Linked DNA regions of Ovis aries: region 1 is linked to region 2. Evidence: chromatin contacts called from public Hi-C data. All regions are on one chromosome and are shown on one strand. The core of a region is the stretch at or near the end of the contact, and the rest is flanking DNA. Distances in the headings are between cores, read along the strand shown.

What was found. A called contact is a pair of places that touch in the nucleus more often than the background predicts.
Region 1: a Hi-C map of tail adipose tissue shows a contact between it and region 2, with 4 times the contacts expected there. The contact joins the promoter of SRP9 here to the enhancer-like site in region 2. A contact is called at or near these places in 5 of 16 Hi-C or Micro-C datasets (hypothalamus, muscle, omental adipose tissue and 2 more).

Annotation. Positions count from the first base shown.
Region 1 is chr12:28,085,924-28,090,605 of ARS-UI_Ramb_v3.0, reverse strand. SRP9 (signal recognition particle 9) reads right to left here and starts at 1,947. Exons shown (of 3, transcript XM_004013626.5): 1 at 1,757-1,947. The coding sequence starts at 1,828. It overlaps LOC121820768 (a long non-coding RNA gene), which reads left to right and starts at 1,440. Exons shown (of 2, transcript XR_006061455.2): 1 at 1,440-1,498; 2 at 1,575-4,682. It overlaps LOC132657456 (a long non-coding RNA gene), which reads right to left. Exons shown (of 4, transcript XR_009595667.1): 4 at 3,234-4,682.
Region 2 is chr12:27,788,855-27,793,841 of ARS-UI_Ramb_v3.0, reverse strand. No RefSeq gene overlaps it. Among named protein-coding and RNA genes, the nearest start is that of LBR, 40 kb to the right of the region's middle. Within about 2 kb of position 3,226, at least 11 of the 54 cell types and tissues checked have an H3K27ac peak or open chromatin away from gene starts, as enhancers often do.

The sequences.
Region 1 (4,682 bases), core at 698-3,197, 300 kb before region 2:
GAAGGTTATCATGAAAAGGCACAAGTTTTTAGGTCACTGGAATTTTCTGAAAAGAACTCAGGTTCTCCCTCCCCTGTCTATTCTACACATGCTTTGTTCATAGCAATGCTCAATAATAATCATTTTATTTTCATTTTCCCTATAACTATGACCACATTCTTATAGTATTATTACTCTTACTGTGGATTTGTATATTCTTTACTATCTTTCCAAATATTAGTTTACACTGTGGGTACTTCTACAAAAGTCCTGTATAGTCCTCACGGTACACTGCTTAAAGAAAACAAATGGTCCTACGAACAAAATCAACCAAATGGAGGAGCCAGAAATTGTGTCATAAACAAAGTACTCAATTTCACAAGTATCTAATTCATTTTATTATTTATTACTATTACATCACTTTATTGCAAAGAATGGAACTAAGACTGTTTCTGGCTTGTTACTTATCTAGGTCTAAAAAGCTAGCAGGGCTTTTCAATATTTCAAATAATATTTAGATGACAATAAAAACCAAGAGGAAGAAAAATCAAGACCCAAATGCTAAATTCTTGTCCTTGCAACTTCTCTGGTTACTAACACACACACGGATCCCTGTAATTCATTCACGGCCCTGGTAAAATTATGATAAGCCGATGTCAGAGGTTAGCTTATTATAATTTTATGGGGGCCATGAATGAATTACAGGGATCCATGTGTGTGTGTTACTCGCTCACTTTGTGTCCGACTCTTTGTGACCCCATGGACTCTAGTCCCACCAGGCTCCTCTGTCTGGAATTCTCCAGGCAAGAATACTGGAGTGGGTTGCCATTCCCTTTTCCAAGGGATCTACTTGACCCAGGGATCAAACACGAGTCTCCTGCATTGCAGGCAGATTCTTTACTGTCTGAGCCTCCAATGAAGGCCACAGGGATCCACGGACCCCCTAAAACTGTTTACAAACATTTATGTGTTAAGTGCATTCTCCTACTCTTAAAGGGCACTAACCTCCAAAATATTAAGAACCACTAATCTGCGGGAGGTAGATGCCTCCAAATGAGGGTCTTTGATGCTTCTGAACTGCGGTGTTGGAGAAGACTCTTGGGAGAAGACTCTTGAGAGTCCCTTGAACTGTAAGGAGATCCAACCAGTCCATCCTAAAGGAAATCAGTCCTGAATATTCACTGGAAGGACTGATGCTGAAACTCCAATACTTTGGCCACCGGATGCGAAGAACTGACTCATTTGAAAAGACTCTGATGCTGGGAAAGACCTGGGAAAGGCGGGAGAAGGGGACGACAGAGGATGAGATGGTTGGATGGCATCACCGACTCGATGGACACTGAGTCTGAGTAAGCTCCGGGAGTTGGTGATGGACAGGGAAGCTTAGCGTGGTGCAGTCCATAGTGTCGCAAAGAGTCGGACACGACTAAGCGACTGAACTGAAACTGAACTGAAGCGCCACAGGAAGCCGAAGCTGCAGAGGGGAGGAGCCCTGCCCTTAGAGACACGTAAACCAACGGTAGGGAAGCTCAGGGATTGTAGGCGGGGGAAGGCTTCTTAGAGCCCTGACTTGACCCTGATTTTGCTGGTTTCAGGCTTCACTGGGCCCTTCTTAAGAGAAGAGACGAAAAGAACAATCGGACTTCGCGCGGAGTCCGTCTCTCTTCACACACAGCACCTCCTAGGATGCTGCAGAAGCTCCGGAGGCCGAGCGGACGCCAGAGAAGACATCCTGACCCGAGCTAGGACAGAGACACTGGCTCCGCCTGCGATTTACCTTCATTGGGTCGGCGAGGTAGAGTTTCTCCGCTGCGCGACTGAACTCCTCCCAAGTCTGGTACTGCGGCATCGTGGGACCGCGGCAGAAGGACAGAAAGAGGCACGGCTGTGGACCGGAGGCGGCGCAGCACGGCCCACCTACCTCCCTAACTCCCACAGCCGGCTACCGAGACAGGGGCCCAGAAGCTCAAGGATGGCGGCGCCGCCTCGCACCAACGCCTCGCTCCATTGGTCAGCCTGGATCGTTCTTGCCCAATGGGAAGGAGGGATGTTGCATAGGAGGCGGAGCCCCAAGCGTGTGAGTCTGGGAGAGGGTCCGAAGAGGTGGAGAGAGGAGAGACGATGGAGGTTGCCACAGCGCCCCTTGTAGGACTGGAGGAGGATCTGTCCCGCTGTCCTTCTGGCTGGACGACAACGATAAAGCCCAGGTTTCTTCAGCAAAGATAGAGCGGCTTAGTGATAAGCGCTGGAGCTGTCTCGCTTACAGCTTAGTAAAAGGCGAGACAAAAACAGAAGAGTGCAATGGAGAGCTTTCTATGATAGACATCTGTGTCTAGAGGACGCTAACGGGGATGACACAAGTTGAATCTTGAGAAACATGACGGGTGTTAAACAGGTGGGCAGGGCAGGAGGCCTATTTTAGATCCGTAGTGTATTTAATGTGGGCATCCCCTGGAGGAGGGCATGGCTGCTGCTGCTGCTGCTGCTGCTAAGTCGCTTCAGTCGTATCCGACTCTGTGCGATCCCATAGACGGCAGCCCACCAGGCTCCCCCGTCCCTGGGATTCTCCAGGCAAGACTACTGGAGTGGGGTGCCATTGCCTTCTCCGGAGGGCATGGCAACCCACTCCAGTGTTCTTGCCTGCAGAATCGCATGGACAGAATAGCCATAGAGTTGCAAAGAGTCAGATAGGACCGAAGCGACTTAGGACGCAAGCACGTATTTGGGGCACGGGGGAAGAATGGGAAGAAATCATATCACTTAAGCCGGAAGAAATTTGAACTTTGTTCTCCAGGCTATGGAGTGAGGTAGAAGGGTATTTTTCTTTAATCAAGTTGAAGTATATTTTATGTATAGTAAAACATCAGTTTTAAGGCTTTCCTGGCGGCTCAGTGGTAAAGAATCCGCCTGCCAATGCAGAAGATACAGCTTCTATCCCTGGTCCCGGGAAGATCTCACATGCCGGTGAGCCACTAAGCCCCTGCCCCACAACTACTGAGACTGCGCCCTAGAGCTTGTGCGCTAAAACAAGAGAAGCCACCACAGTTAGAAGCCCCAAGCACCACAAGGAAACAAAGAGCAATGCCCCGCCCGCCAGAACTTGAGAAAGCCGTCGCAGAGCAAGGAAGACCCAGTACAGCCAAAAATAAATAAATACAATTATAGAAAGTAAGTTATACTAAACACATCGGCCCTGGACTTTGCTCTCCATTGTTCAGCAAGTGGAGAGCCGGCAGATGTTAATCACAACAGGACGCGGTATGATTAATTTTTATTTTTAGAACACGTCACTAGTGGCTGTAGGAAAGCTGAATTGGTGAAGTCCAGCCTGTGCAAGGTCAAAAGTGAAAGCTTTTATTCTTTCACCTAAGTTGGTTACCTCCTATGATTGTTTCCGTGCCCTTGCTTCCCATTCAATCTCATTCCCACCATAGTACCTTCTACTCTGTCCCCACCTCAACTCTCAAATGAAGTTGCTTTCACAAGGTCACTAACTGCTCTCAGAGTCACTAGTGACCTTCATATTGCCCAGTCCAGCTGACAATCCTTTATTTTTTTTTAATTTTTAAAATATATTCATCTATATTTATTTCTTTATTTCCTTGCACTGGGTCTTCCTTGCGGCACGTGGCATCTCTTTCTCTGATCAGGGATGGAGGCTGGGCCCCCTGCATTGGGAGTACGGAGTCTTAGCCACTGGACCACCAGGGAAGTCCCTCAATCCTTTCTTGACTAGATCATTCAACCGCATCTGAGGGCACATGCCACTCTTTCATCCTTGAGATTTCCCAGCCGCTTGGTTTTTTTTACTCCATCCTTCCTTGCTCCTTCTTCTGCCTCTTTGGTTTTTCCCTCTCTGGCTCTGTCCTAGCCTCCTCCACTCCCTTTGCCCTTCAACACTGGGTCCTGAGGTATCATACTTTGATTTCACCCTCTGAGTTTTTCCTGGGCAATATTTGGGTTTTCACTTTCGCCTCTATGCTGCTTAGTGCAGGTTCTTCCGTGAGCTTCAGATTCATATCCAAATGCCTTCCAGGCCTTGGGCTAACTCCAGAGTTCAATTTCGGGAGACGAAAACAATTTTTCAGCAAGTTGAAGCAATTTGTAAGCCATAAATATGATGCGTCCTTTTTGACTTATTTTACTATTGCCATTTGGCAAATTATTAGCCACTCATACACCATATTTGACTGCCAGGAATTCAATAACTTTTAAGGGTCAGTGTGTTGGGCAAAATCCTTATAAGCTAAAGAGGTAAGGGGTAGCGATAATAAGGCAAATTCACCCATACCGATAATTAAAGACAGGAGCGTGGCACAGTGCAGGAGAGAGAAGTCATCTCACAGGATCTAGTGCAGGACAGAGCCTTTCCACAAGATTTAGTGGTTCTTCCTCCCTCTTTCCTCTAAGGAGGAAGGTCTGTTGTTGTTGTTAATTCTTTCCCAGAAGCTTTTTGTCCTTCTTTGTTCTCCTCGGTTGTCTTCTAAAAGCTGGCAGCATAGGGTGTGTAGACCGTTGTAGGAGTAGGTTCTTAAGTGGGTTCTTACATTTGCAATCATAACAGTCCCCAGTGCTGCTGGCATGTTGGGAACTAAAGGTCATTATGTTGATTTTCATACATTAAGCATTTGTGGAACTCTGGATACGCCGGGACTCAAAGAAGTCCCAGTTCTCCTGTGCCTTCCTAGGTCTCATGAATTCAG
Region 2 (4,987 bases), core at 1,977-4,476:
GACAAGCTCTTTTGTTAAATCTTCCCAAGTAATTGTTTAAAAATGATATGTAAACATCCTCTTTTGGTTACTTCGGGAGTCCCATTTCTATGAGTGTGCATGCTCAGGTGCTCAGCCTTGTCAGACTCTGCTCACTAGGCCTTTGGCAAGAACACTGGAGTGGGTTGCCATTTCCTCCAAGGGATCTTCCTAACCCAGGGACTGAACCAGCGTCTCCTGATTGGCAGGCAGATTCTTTTCCACTGAGCCTTCCATGCATATGAATTAATTTTTTAAAATTTGTCTTGTGTCAATTGAATTATTAGAGCAACCAAAAGAACCCAGGAGTGGTGGCAGGACAGGGATGGGAATTTCCCCCTTCCTGACTGTTGCACAGAGCATTTGGCTGAGGACAGTACACCCACACCCGTCAACTGCAGTGTGGAATCACCTGGGGTCTTGGGCAGAACCTGAGCGTCTGAGGCAGCAAGCGGGGCAAAGGCAGGGAATGTGTGCTCAGTAGCTCAGTCGTGTCCGACTCTTTGTGACCCCATGTGCCGGGAGCCAGCACGGGAGATCCCACCCATGACAAGGTCATGCGGAGAGGCCTGACGGGCAAGGCCAGTCAGGTCTCAAGGGCCCCTCTGCCTGAGCATCTACTCCGAAACCAAAATCTGTCTGTTTACTGTCTGCTATACTATACTCTTCCGACATAACAGGGGCTATCCCCGACCACCTTTCTCTGGAAGTTAACTTAGAGCTCCAACTGATCTCCTGCATATGAAAGGAATGTTTCAGCTCAAATCTCTCTGATGGCTCTCTAACTTGCCTGACAGTTGGAGACTTTTACAGCTTGTGATTGTTTACAGCCCCCACCCCCTGACTTCGAGAGGCACGAAGTTTAAAACATCTTAAAGATATAGAGCCTTTTAGAACTAAGAATTAGTTTGGTAAAGGATTTCATTGCTGAGTTAATGTTTGCTGCCAGGCCTCCATATTCTTTATCATTTAGGCACCTGAAGGATATTAATCAATGTAATTGGTGTTGGGAGCCAGCGTGAGGAACTCCGCCCATGGCAAAGGCCATGAGGAAGGAAGCTTGACATACGCAAAGGCGTGATCAAGCCTCAGGAAACCCCCTGTTCCCGAGCATCCACCCCAAAACCAGAGTACTTTACGGGGAGCTCTCCCCCATAACCATTTCTCTCAAAGAAGGAGTTAACTTGCAGCTCCAGTTAATAAAAATTCCTGGGCGTGATAAGAGTGTTTCAACTTACGAACTCTGAAGTTTCTCTGGCCTGCCTGATCAGGCTCGTCCGGCCACATGTGATTGTTTACAGCCTCCCAACTGTGAGAGGCACGGGATATTTTTTCTAAATTCAGACTCTTTTGAGAAGTTAGAAGATCATTAGTATAGTATTAGTAGGATGATTAGGAATTATATTGGTGAAAGGTTTTTTCTTCATTTGTCGTGCCAATAATTACTGCTAATTCCCTGCCCTGGGTGTGACAAGGATGTCTCAGGTCAAACCTCTCTGCTGACAGACTAGCTTGTGTGACAGCCTCTCAGCCATAAACAGCACAGAGAGTTTGGAGTATTAGCATAGGGCTTTTTTCATTGATGAGTCAACGATTGCCATCAGGCCTCCATATCCTTAGGCACCTGGGAATATATCAATCAATGTATTTGGAATATAGAAAAGGAAATATAGTAGTTTTTTGATGTTAGCAATACTAGACTTTTGAGTTAATGAATCTTCTTTTGTTATAGATCACTGTACTTTGTTATAAATCACTATGCTATGTAACTTTATCACTATCTTAAGACAAAATAGATCTTAAGGGGAACATTGGTAAACGGTTTACATTTGTTGAGCCAATATTTGCTGCTAAAACTTCATATTCCTGCCCTTATAATGAATATAACTAGCATATAGGAGAAATAAGTATTAACCTTTAAGATTAATCATGTTAAACCTTAGGTTAAGTAAATTCCTTTCTTGATTGTAACTCCCTACACCCTCACCCTATAGGAATGCAACTTTATTTGGAGGGTGGCGCCTGATTTAAGAAAAAATCACCCCTGGAAAAAATAAGTTTTCTGGTTAACTGACCGGTATCAGAAAGGGCCATAAAATGTCAGCAGACCTCATGGCTAAAAGATGATGAAACTCATAAGACCTTTGTATAATTTTATATGAAGCACCTGATTGTGACAAGGGTCAGGTCTGCTGACCCCCGCGTGACTCTCTATTCATCCCTATGTATAACAAAAAGGTATATAAACAAACCTGAAAAATATAGAAATCGGATCAGTTTCTGGAAAGACTGATTCCCCCGTGTCATTTCTTTCTCGCTCCCCGTTTTCCTGGCTGAATTCCCATCTGAAATGTGGGTACTCACCACGCCTGCTAATTCTGCTTGGGTTTCTGAGATCGGACCAGGGAGGCCTCAGTGCCACCTCTCCTTTGGGAGAATGGAAAGACGCCTGTGGCCTACGTAGGTGGTGGTTGGTATTCCATGTAAACCAGTTATTCAGCCTCTTTTCTCCACTAATTCTCCTACTACACTATCTGTTTCTAATCTCCCTCTGTATCTGTAATTAAATAAGTTTTTTCCAGGACGCCGACTCCGTCCCCACCTTCGAATCACCCTGGATCCACCGGGGCTGGACCCCGGCAAATTGGGATATAGAAAAAGGAATATAGTAGTTTTTGATGTTAGCAACACTAGACTTTTGAGTTAATTTTCTCTTTGTTATAAATCACTGTACTGCTCTTTCTTTGTTATAAATTGTTGTGTCCTTGCTATGTAAGAATGTAACTTTATTTAGTGCTTTCTGAGAGTGGTACCAGACTTTGGGAAGAACAACACTATTAAGGCAAATAAGTTTTCGGTTGACAGGCCCTTATCAGAAAAGGGCCGTAAAATGTTAATTGGCCTTCTGGCCAGAAGATGATGTAAATCACCTAAGACTTGTGTATACAGCTAGGTATGCAGAGAGAAAGCCTGGTCTCGATAAGAGTCAGGGCTGCTGATGGTGCATAATTTTGTATTATCCATTGATCTCTATGTACAACCAAGAGTATAAAAAGCTTTCCCACCACCTGGGAAGCCCAAAGGAAAAGAATTCATTCAGGAGAAAGCCTTTAGGTTTTGTTTCTAGCACAGAAATTCCCAAGCAGGATGCCAAGGAAGAGGACGTGCCTTCTTTTCAGGGGAAGGGGCAGGGGTGGTGGCTGCTCCTGGCAACTTCAACTAGCGAACGGCCCCACTGTCAGGGGGTTGGGGACACAGAGTCCCCGTGCCTTGGGACTGCCAGATTTAGCAATAAAAATACAGGATGCCCAGTTCAATTTCAGTCTTAGGTTCACAACAATTGATTTTTTTTTAAGTACAAGTACTTCCCACACATTGCATGGAACAAACCTACACTGCATGATGACTTACCTGTTAGATCAAGAGGCCAGGAAAGACCTCTCTGAGGGACATCTGGGCAGAGACGGAATGAAATCAAGAGACAGCAGGACAGACCTGGGGGACCAGGGGAAGCAGAAGATGGGAAGGTGTGGCTTATCGGAATCTCTTAAGGGTCAGTGTGGTATGTTTCAGATTTTAGTGTGAGCTGATGAAAATGCGGATCCAGTACCCTGCCTCTAATTAGAAGTTGTGGGCAGACCCAGGGCTCACTCCTAAACAAGCCCTCCTGGAATCTGGCTTGCTCCCTCCTCCTCCTTGCATTTTCTGCACACAGTCCAGGGGTTCACCTCATGGTCTTGGGGGTCAGAGGTGGGAGCCCTTTAGGGATCATCTCACACAAACCCCTCCTGTTTCTGGCGGGGTATGGGTGCCAGGGATCTCTGAAGACCTCGCCTGCCAAGATGAAGGGGAGCGAGTGGCTCTTCACAGTTCCTGTGTGTTTCTGGAAAGACCACAGGGAGCACAGGTGTGTGATTTTGGAGACATACCCCCTGCAAGACACACACACACACACACTCTCTCTCTCTGTCTCTTACCCTACAACCGTCGCTTTTCAGCTGGGCCCCCTCGATGGGACATCCAGCTTTGATGTCGCCAAAATCTTGGCATTCTCTACCCACCGAAGCCAGATAAAAAACATGGAGACAGAATTTGGAGGAAATAGAAAGGTGGTTTTAATCTTCTGCCGGCGGAGGGAAGATGCAGCAGGATCATGCCTGAAGAATTGTGCCCCTCTCCCAGGGGGAGTCTAGGGGATTATATAGATGAGGGTTCCAAGCTCTGGGTTGGTGATGAGGAACAAAGTTATAAAGAGTTTGTATAATTCTTGTATTGTTTCAAAAACAGTCGAGGCTGGCATCAGGTAGCCCGGTAGTTGGGTCCATTGTCTTTTGTGACTTGTACTGGGCTTTCTTTGTATAACGCAAAAAGAGAGGAAAAAAAAAAAAAGCGAGGAAGAGAGTGCTGTAAAGGTGAGAACAGACACAGGATGTAATTAGCATAGAGTCAAAGGACAACAGATGCAGAATGAAGCTTATGCAGAGCTAAGAGGCAGAAAAGCAAACTCAGTCATAGACAACAGACTAGTAACAGTGAAAGTGAACCTAGGAGTGATCAGGCCTGCTCACTGTTCTCAGAAAAGAAAAACCCATTCCTCTTTTTTCCTTCGCATTACGCCAGCTTGACCATGTCAGGCGGGAGGTGGTCTCTACCTGGCAGCTCTCAGTTCCCTGACCCCTTGGGACATGCCTGCAGGTCTAAGTGGAGTCTCTGGCTAGGGCTCAACTTCCTTTTTTCTGGTTTGAAAGAACATGCCAAAGAACAATGTCCCTTCCCCAGAGCAAGGGCCCCAGAAAGCTCCTTACACTTCTCCAAGCTGGGCGGTCAATCGCAGGGCTCTGACTCTTCCCGGGCAACCCGGACCTCAGCCCCCAGCGCCTCTGAGAGCCCCACTAGCCCGTCTGTCCAGACCTCCATCCATCCACCACCTCCACGAAAGGAAGTGAAAGGGTCAGAACTGCCCCAGCAA